Linked DNA regions of Sus scrofa: region 1 is linked to region 2. The links are chromatin contacts, called in public Hi-C maps. All regions are on one chromosome and are shown on one strand. The core of a region is the stretch at or near the end of the contact, and the rest is flanking DNA. Distances in the headings are between cores, read along the strand shown.

Evidence for each region. A called contact is a pair of places that touch in the nucleus more often than the background predicts.
Region 1: a contact with region 2 is called in a Hi-C map of subcutaneous adipose tissue, with 2.1 times the contacts expected there. The contact joins the promoter of ITPRIP here to the enhancer-like site in region 2. A contact is called at or near these places in 8 of 47 Hi-C or Micro-C datasets (embryonic fibroblasts, fetal skeletal muscle, heart right ventricle and 4 more) and 1 of 2 datasets of contacts at active chromatin or transcription factors (skeletal muscle).

The regions. Positions count from the first base shown.
Region 1 is chr14:115,274,299-115,279,324 of Sscrofa11.1, forward strand. It overlaps ITPRIP (inositol 1,4,5-trisphosphate receptor-interacting protein), which reads right to left and starts at 3,245. Exons shown (of 5, transcript XR_002338487.1): 1 at 2,636-3,245.
Region 2 is chr14:114,824,211-114,828,778 of Sscrofa11.1, forward strand. STN1 (STN1, CST complex subunit) reads right to left here. Exons shown (of 10, transcript NM_001243685.1): 8 at 571-693. Among named protein-coding and RNA genes, the nearest start is that of STN1, 24 kb to the right of the region's middle. Within about 2 kb of position 2,356, at least 32 of the 83 cell types and tissues checked have an H3K27ac peak or open chromatin away from gene starts, as enhancers often do. A contact at or near this core is called in fetal skeletal muscle, retroperitoneal adipose tissue, skeletal muscle and 1 more, where this site is marked.

The DNA.
Region 1 (5,026 bases), core at 1,995-4,494, 450 kb after region 2:
CCCAGATGAGGACCCTTTTTCTTTTTATTTATTTATTATTATGTTTTTCGCTTTTCAGGGCTGCACCTAAGGCATATGGAAGATCCCGGATTAGGAGCCAAATCGGAGCTCCAGTTGCCAGCCTACTCCACAGCCACTGCAAGATCAGATCTGAGCCATGTCTGTGACCTACGCTGCAGCTTGCAGCAACACCAGATCCTTAACCCACTGAGCAAGACCAGGGATCGAACCCACATCTTCATGGATACTAGTCAGATTCATTGCCGCTGAGCCACAACAAGAACTCTGAGGCCCTTTTTCTAAATGGCACTAGGGTGCCATCCTCTTGTAGAGAGGGAGCATCTGATTCTAATTCATGCAATTGATAGAACAGGCTAGCAGCAGCCTTGGAGGTTATTTATTATCAGCTCTTAGCATTTTCATGGCTGTGTCCCCCTCCCCAGCAGGTCAAGATTAGTCCCAGCCACAAGCAAGCTCCTGCCCCTAAGCTGCCCAACACACCTGGAGCACTTGTTCCTCCTTTAGGACACTGAGAGAGTTAAGCCTTCCCCAGAAGCCCCCAGGGGGCTGCCCTCCCACCTCCTCATTCCTATTGAGGGGACTCTCCACCCAAACAGGGAGCCACAGAGTCTCAGCCTCTGCAGGGACTTTCTCCTTCGTAAGTGTTGATGGCCACCTGTCTGCTGAAAGTGATGGCAGCGCATTACCTACTGAGCAAGTTCCTCCTTACTTCTGAGTAAGACCTGTCCTGCTTCTCCCACCCAGTATGCCTCGGAGGCAGACAGAGCAAGTCTTTTCCTTTCTTGGAGTGACAATGCGGGGAGTCCCAAAGGCCATAGCCATGTCCCCCTGGGCTTCTCATCCTTGGGGAAAATATTGCCAGTTCATTCCCTTTTCCCTCACAAGAAGTACTTTCCAGAAGCTCCAAGGCATTCCATCCACTCCTTCAGACATGTGAGAACAGCGCTGTGAGGGCTCCCACCCAGAGGAGCACCCTCTCTCTCAGACAGAATCCCCCCACTTTCTTTCTCTTGATTGACTCCCAGGGGATCCAAGAAGGGAAAAATTACAAAAACACGTTTCCTCCGAGAGGTTACCTTCTCAAGTGGGCAAGTTTGCCAGAAGCCTCTACTAAAAGTTCCTCCCTGTTCTTGTCCTCAGATAAGAAGTTCACACCCCCTCTGCTTTGTTTCCCTCTAGGGCGTTGCAGGAGCTGGGGAGGTGTTCTCGGTAAGGTGACAACTTCTGGGATGATGGCTTGAGGTTAAAAGTTCAGATCCTTGACCCCTGAAAGCTGGAGCTTGAAACTGCTGCATCTTTGAAAATTATGGAGATAGAGGATAGCACTTGAATGAAAGCCTTTCCATTGGAGAGTCAGTATAACCATATTATGGTTACCCACAAGTGGAAAATATGAGGGCAGGATGGCCTGGGGCAGCAGCAGCACACAGGGAATTAGCAAACAATGAAAGCCACTTAGGCACGTAGGCTTCGAAAGGAGGACGCGAAAGCTCGGCCTATTATGTTAATAAAGAGGTGAATGTCAGCAACTCTACCTGTCTATTAGCCATTTTCAAGGCTAACTTGACTGCACCCCAGCACAGATTAGCTTTAAGCCTCTCCTAGGTAGAACAGGTTTGTAAAAGGGAAGGGCCCTGGGTCAAATCCAAGGGAGGAATAGCAACAAAATAGGATTCTGAAACTGATTTAGGATCAAAAGACCAGGGTCCAGGATCCACCAGTACCCGATGCTCTTTCAGTTTTGAGGGGGAGGTTAGGTGGCTCTCACATTAGGCAGGGGAGCAAAAGGCAACGTGTGGTGCCCAAGAGGTGCAGTAAAATATTTTTCTTTCCTGGGAGGTAGCATTTATGGTTTTAAAGAGAAGAAGCCTTTTGGATGGGAAGTCCAGCCCTGGGGCTTCGGAGTCCCTCCACCAGGCAGCCAGGAAAGTGGAGACAATGGGAAAAGGACGGGATGGGTTTAGGGGCCAGGTGGCAGAAACTAGCTGCAGCTCCTAGAGAAAGTTCTGAACAGCGTGGGGTCTTCTCCATCAACAGCCCTGAAAGAGGAAGCAGCGAGGGCTTTATCCGGCCCCAGCACAGCTTCACTAATTTAAACCAAGAAAAAGCAGGCTTCACACCCTCTCCCTGTTTCCAGAAGGGGAAAGAAGGAGGGAAAGGAGCGGGCTAGAGAGTAAGGAGACTCGGCCTTTTTGTCCTAGCATCTGCCCAGACGGTCGAAGGTAACGGACCAGCGAGTCCGCACAAACAACAGCGTGGTCCCGCTTCCGGCGCGGCGGTTCTGTGCGGCGGGGAGGAGGAGCTGCCGGCGGCGCGTGGCTGCAGGGAAGCACCCACGGTCTCCGCGTCTCGAGAGGGGTTAAAGCCGAGAGGCTGGGGCGCAGGACCCCGCGCGGCGCGAGGACGGAAAGGGAACCTGGGAGGACAGCCGCCCACCCCCACATTCTCTCGGGCACCTTAACAGGGTCTCCCAAGTCAGCCCCAACCTGGGAGGCTGAGCTGGCGCCCCTCTTAAATCCGCCACCGCGCCTCCGCCTGGTCCCCTTCCTTCCTTCCTATACGCGAGATGCTTGGGGAGGACGCAGAGCCTCTCGGCTTCAGGCCAGGGACTTACGTTTAGTCTTGGTGTCCGCTCCCTGGCGCGGGAGGGACCGCGCGAGCCTCCGCTGCACGCGCGGGTCCCGGGGGCCCGGAATCGGCTGTCTGGCGGCTGCTGCCGCGGAGCGTCAGGGCAATTAGAGGGACGCGGGCGGTGATACCCCAGCCGGCTCCCGCCTTCTGGCCTCCATCAGCGGGGGCTCTAAAGGACTTCAGAGTTACTCATTTCCTGGATGTCAAAGAAACTTTTCCTCCTTATAAGAACAAAACACCCGCCTCTACTTTCGGCTGCGGAGTCTCCTTAAGGTGGACCGTGAGGGTTAGGGAGGGGATGAACGCCGGGTCTGCAGCGGAAGTTTGCCCATCGATCATCCCAGAAACTCTAGAGCGGACAGCAGAACTGGAAGGTGATCCGGAGAGATGGGATCTGGCTACAGAGTAAACTGGGGCTAATGGACAGCAAGTCCGGGGAGGACGCCCTTAAATGTCGGTCTCGGCCGGCGGAACGGAAAGGGTTAATTCCCTGCACGCCTTCGGAGCGTTTTCCCGCGGCACATTTTAGATGCTGTGGAATTCCAGGGGCCACCTAGTTTCTCCTCTGGAGGGAAATATAAATCGAGACAAAACGCTAGCCCTTTTCTCTTTTACGGCTTGAATGGATTAAAATAACTCACCAGATTTTACGGTAAATGAAAGCACCGTCGCCTTTTCCTGAGTAACCAGACACAAAGGAGAATCACGACCAAGTGATTTTTATCTGTAGAGGGCGCTTTAGTGTCCAATGCCTGTTTACAGTTAGGATGTTAGACCCCTATTTTAGTCACCAGGGAACCGAGGTCAGGAGGGACAGCAGCGCTCTGGTCATACTTGATGGATTATGAAATCCATAACCTATTATCTTCTCTTTGTGACCTGCCCAAATTCCACAGCCAGTAGAAGTGGCTGGGAAGGGCTTGAATAAATCCTGTGTAAGTGGCTTTACAGGAATCGAAGGCCAAGAAGGGTACACTGGGAGGACGTTATGAGAACACACTGTCGGAATGGTTATCCCTATTGCCACTGCTCTTAAGTGTTAGATCACCTTCTTCCTCTCCTCTGCAAGCCAGCCAAATAGCTTTAACATTCGCCTGGAAGACATTAGGCTGAGTCTGAAAGATAAACAGGCAATGAGAACAAGTTCTAAAAATAGACCCCCTGGCCAGTGGCCCAGGTTAGTCTAGTTTTCTGGCTTTTGCGGCTGCTCACAGCTCTTTCCTTACACCAGGGACAATTATGGCAGAGTTTTAGGGGCTGGTGGGGAGGGACGAGGAAAAGGGTGATGGGGGAAAACATTCGTTCTTTTTTTTTTTTTTCTTTTCTTTTTGCCATTTCTTGGGCCGCTCCCGCTTGGGTTCCCAGGCTAGGGGTCTAATCTGAGCTGTAGCTGCCAGCCTACACCAGAGCCACAGCAATGCTGCATCCGAGCTGCGTCTGCGACCCACACCACAGCTCACCGCAACGCTGGATCCTTAACCCACTGAGCAAGGGCAGGGCTCGAACCCGAAACCTCATGGTTCCTAGTCGGATTCGTTAACCACTGCGCCACGACGGGAACTCCGGAAGACATTCTTGAAAGGCCTGTGTTTTTCTAAAATGTCTGTATTTGTAAAATGTCTGTTTTCCACCAAAGCAGGTGGGGTAAATTCCTGAGAGGTGGGGACTACTGGAGCGAGCACCACTACACTGCCTAACCCTGCAGTAAGGATTTAGGGTTCTTCGTGGTGGAACACCAAAGTTAGTGCTTGAATGCCCTCTGGGATCCTCATCCTGTGTGCAAAGTTGTTTTAGCACTTTCTAACTAGGTATGTATACTTATCTATATAAGCAACATTTATTACATTTGTTTTTTGTTTAAACCTGATTATTTCATTCTCTGTGACCTGACGGTCACTTTCATCTCCCCTCTATTCTCTGCAAAGTCCAGGGTCCTAACCAGGCACCTGGGCCATTCATGAACTGGCCTCTACTTATCTCACCAACTACATATCTCATTCCATTTTTCCACACCAAACTCCTTGCAGTTCTTGGAACGTATGCTTCTCAGAATGTGATAATGAGTTTGTTTTTTCCCCTTTGGAGGTTCACGTGGGCGCTATCTTCTGCCTGCAACCTTCACCCCACCTCTTCCTCCAACCTGTCACCCCAAATCCACACACATTTTTTTTTTTTTTTTTTTGCCAGGCTAATGAGTGCTTGGTCTTAAGGTCCACAAATAGGTGAATTCTCCCATAGGAAGCCTTCCACTAACTCCCATACCTGGCGTTAGACAACCCCCTCACCCCAAAATATAGTTCTCGTAGCACCTTGTGCTTATTCTAGAAAGGGTTTTTATTTATTTATTTATTATTTATTTCTATATTACTCAATG
Region 2 (4,568 bases), core at 1,106-3,605:
CCCACAATAAAGAATCATCTGGCGTAAATAGTGTTGAAGTTGAGAAATCCTGATTTAAGAGGATGATCACTTTTTTTCTGGTAACAAGAGCATATCTTTAAATGTGTGCAGAAGGATGTATTGTTAAAAGTGGTATCTTGGAGTTCTCGTCGTGACTCAGTGGTTAACAAAACTGACTAGTATCCATGAGGACACAGGTTGGATCCCTGGCCCCTCTCAGTGGGTTAAGGATCCAGTGTTGCTATGAGCTGTGGTGTAGGTCGCAAACTCAGCTTGGAACCCAGGTTGCTGTGGCTGTGGGATAGGGCAGCAGTTACATCTCCAATTCAACCCCTAGCCTGGGAACCTCCATACGCCATGGGTGCAGTCCTAAAAAGACGAAAGACCAAAAAAAAAAAAAAAAAAAAAAAAAGTGGTACTCTGGGGAAAGATAAGGGCCGACCCTAACACCTCATTTTATGTACCTCCTTAGTGATTTATTTTTAAGAATAGTAAATAAGTATTCCTAAGTAAAGAATATATTTGCAATTGAAACTAAGAAGGAAAGAAATTAAGTTGAAGTTCTCTTACATAGAATAAGTTATCAAAACCACGATCTTTCTGGAAAACGAATCCTTTTTCCTGTAGCAGCTTTATAGCATTCTTAAATATACTATGAATTGCCTTGGAGGTGGTGTCATTTTTAAAATCCACCTGTAGGAAAAAAAAAAAAAAAAAGAAGAAGAAAAGAAATAAGTCCCATCTTACAGCACTTAAGGGCAACTCCCTAGACCAACTGGTTATGAATTCACCCAACAGGCTTTTTATCTGCTGAGTCAAAACAATTCACGGGCCCTAGCAGCATGGTATTTAATGAGGATTGGGAAGTTTGCTGTAGCAGAATCACACTTGATAACTGTTCCACACCTTAGTTATGATTTTTTGTTTGTTGAATTCATTTAATTCAGTGATATGAAATGGAAAAATCAAAATGGCAATATTCATTTTTTTTAATATAGAACCCCAAATTCTATACATATTGTCTCATTAATTCTATATATATTTTTATTAAAATTGTGGCCATGTATACACCTTCTTCCTAAGGACTTTAAAGATTCTTACACACCTTGAAATAAGTTGTACTTCATCTCAACTGCCTGCTCCCTGCTCACACAGTGGGTGACTGAGAAAAATATGTGTGCAACCAGTGGAAAGAATTTCCCCGTATAGAGGCAGCATCCTTACTATTCCATTAAGGGTTTTCAATTTATTCCTAAAACAAAGAAAGTGGTGAGTAACAACTGTCCTTCAAGGTGCAAAATCTTTTTCTTTTTTTCCAGCTACATATGCAGAATATGGAAGTTCCTGGGCCAGGGATCAAACCCATACCATAGTAGTGATGATGCCAGATCCTTAACCCGCTGAACCCCAAGGGAACTTCAAGATCCATTTTTAATGAGACAGAAATCTGTCAAGATATTAAAAAGATCAGAGTGCTAAAGAGATGTGGCAAGGCTTCCAAAAGAGTGTTTGAAGGTAAAGTCCTACCCCTCTAATGAAAAAGGTCCTTAGGAGGCTCCCTGGGACGCTGAAACATAAAGCGGGCCTGGGATTTGCTGATGACGTTCCCTTGAAGTGACAGGGAGAGGAAAGGAACCCCCAGATGGCCCCCAGAGTTGAGGATCCACCCTTGAAGAAATCCTTGCTTTCTACAAGTGGCCTCCCAGACGGGCATTGTTTGCACCTAGTAGATCTTGGTGAAGCTTCACAAATGTGCTCTCCTGGCTGAAGAGGAAAGTGTAACATTCTTTCTTTAATTAATAGTCCAGGTTTCTCCTTAACAGAACAAGCTGGAGAACCTGGCCACGAGGACATGAGGGACTGAGAGCTGACAAACATTCCAGGTTAGGACAGCACCCACTCTCTGAAGGGAGAACAAGGCTGAGAAATAGCTGACGACTCCCACGGGAAGAAAAGCTAGCAGGGCGTGTTCAGGATAAACACCTCACCCAGCAATCCTCAGTCACACATCTTTTCACTGGGGGGGGGGGGGCGCTCAAGTCAAAGCTGCTTTTAATTTTATACACAACTGCTCTTACTTAGGGAAAGCATGGTCAACCCAATACAGCCCCCTGCCCGACACCACACTTCGTAACTACTTCATGTTTCTAACTCTAAAGAGATCTGTCTTCTTTAGTCAATTCATCTAAGGAACCCAAGGGTCAGGTTTATTACGTCTGGTACCAATATAGAAATAAATCGGAAACTGACTAGAAATGTTGTGACGCAATCACTCCTGTTGTTAAAAATGACTCTTGGTTATCCCCAGACCATGCAGAAAACCCAGTTCCTGCTCCGGTTCAGTAAAACCAAGCAGCAGGAAGAGGGGGTGTGAGGCCCGGGAGAGGAAAAGCACAGTTCAGCTGTGAACAAGGAGGCCCCAGTGGAAAAGCCTCTCGGTAAATATAAACAATATGGAAAGCTTCCTTTCCAAAACCACTTGCCTCAGCTGACCTCGGGACAAAATTCCCTGCTGGTTCTAAAGATACAGTCTCAAGGAGAAAGCCTCCCGTCATCCCTCTAGCCAGCAGCCTTTTCTGGCCTGAGATGTGTGTCTTTCTTGTCTTTTTCTAAAAAGCAATGACAGACTCATCCCATTCAGGAAATTGAAACTGTTCAGAAACAAAAACAGTGACTAGCTGAATGGGCTGAGCCCTAGCAGGCCTCTCCTCACGGCAGGTCAGGAACTGGGTGGATCTCTGAAATATATATATAGTCTTCATTCCCAAACAAACTCAACATTTGTCCAGCTGTCAAAGAAACAATGGCCTTGTAAGGCTTGCTTATCATGTTTCTGGATTTGCTAAAAAGAGCCACCATGGAAAAAAAGACAGGGGGGAAAACATTCAAACCCACCCTCTCCAGCCTCTAAGCTCTAACACTATCACAATGATTTTTTTGTTAAGCTTTCATCTGTATGACAACAGAAAGTGCCAAAGGATCTAGGGTTTCACCATCATTGTAACACATCCCTGGTCTCCCAGGCTCTATTAAACAGAATTCAATTTAACGATGCTGACCTCCCCAACCGGGGCCACATGAAGGAATAATTCATAATTGATGGAAAAAGTTTCCAAAGACAAAATGGATAGAGTGCCATGTTCATTTCTTTTTAAACACATGGCACAAGGCAGACACAAATTTCTGCTCTAAGCATTTTCAAAATGTTATCATCATGCCAAAAGACCCCTGGCCCAGAACATCTCGAATGGAGGTGGCTTTTAGTCCTCAAAGAGTCCTTAATTGTCACAGAAGAGCTGGTTCACAGGAAGAATGTGCTCTTTGCTAAGCTTCAAAGTTTCCTTCTAAATATGCCAAGAGAGTGGTCAGAAGTCCTGGGAGGCCAAGTTGGCACTGAGCCTCTTCTAAATGATTAAATGGGAAGAAGGTCACTCTGGCTGTCAGGGGACAGCTGGGGAGCTACAACTGTGCAGAAGCAATGGTGGCACAGAACAAATCGGCCGGTCCTGACCCTCTCCACCTGGGCGTTTCCTGAAATGATATCCCTTAACTCCAGGTATGAAACTGTGGGTCACTGGGCACACAGCCTGGTGCCAGCAAGAGATAATTAGGTTCAAGAACGAAACTGAGAAGCAGTGGTCACGCTTAGGAGCTTGGCATGGGGACCTGGTATCCGTTCTACCAGAATCACGAAGAATAATTATGTTACTTCACAAGAGTATTCACGGTAGCCCTCTTGGTAATGGCGAGACTGGAAAAACACCTAAACAATCCAGGAATGGAGAGACCCTTAAATTTATTGTGGTACATATAATAAAAGATTATTATATAGTGCAAATCTGTATGTATGGCTAGGAAAGGACCTTGTAAAACAGGCCAATAAAAAGCGAAGTAGATACAGTATTTAGTATGATTCCACTTGTGTAAAAAAAAAAAAAAGGTTACAACCACTTCTAGTTCATATATGCAGATTATCTCCAAAGGGATACGCAGGAAACTAGTAATGGTGCCTGTCTCTGTGGAAAGGGGAGGTAGAAGGGAGGATGGGAAGGAAACTTAAAAACTAGATACTCTCAGGGACTGTTTGAATTTTTAAAACCATTCATTCCTTCGATCAACAAATAACTGTGGAACACATACATACTTTAGGCCAGCTCGGTCTCAGGCAAAGAACAAGACAAAGACTCTGTTCCTAGAGAATTTAAATTTTGGCGGAGGACTAGGCCAGCAAATACATAAATACCAGCGATATCACGAGATACGGTACCAGGGTGATAACAGTGAGGCCGGTGGGTGTCAGAGCCAAAGGTCAGGGAGGGCAAGAAGGTGACCTTCAGGCAGAGATCATTCTCCAGTGGAATAAATGACATAAATAAATATGAGTCATGTTACAGCAACAAAAAACTGAGTAGTTGCAACGAAAGGGAAAGCCTAAAACCAAAGTCTTAGATAATTCTTAATTCCAGGTAAATAAGTAAATACCAAACACTATGGGTAGGAAAAAAAAAAAAAAAAAAAAAAAAAAAGATGAGGACAGCCCTTTTAGGATGAATAAAAAATTACCTGAG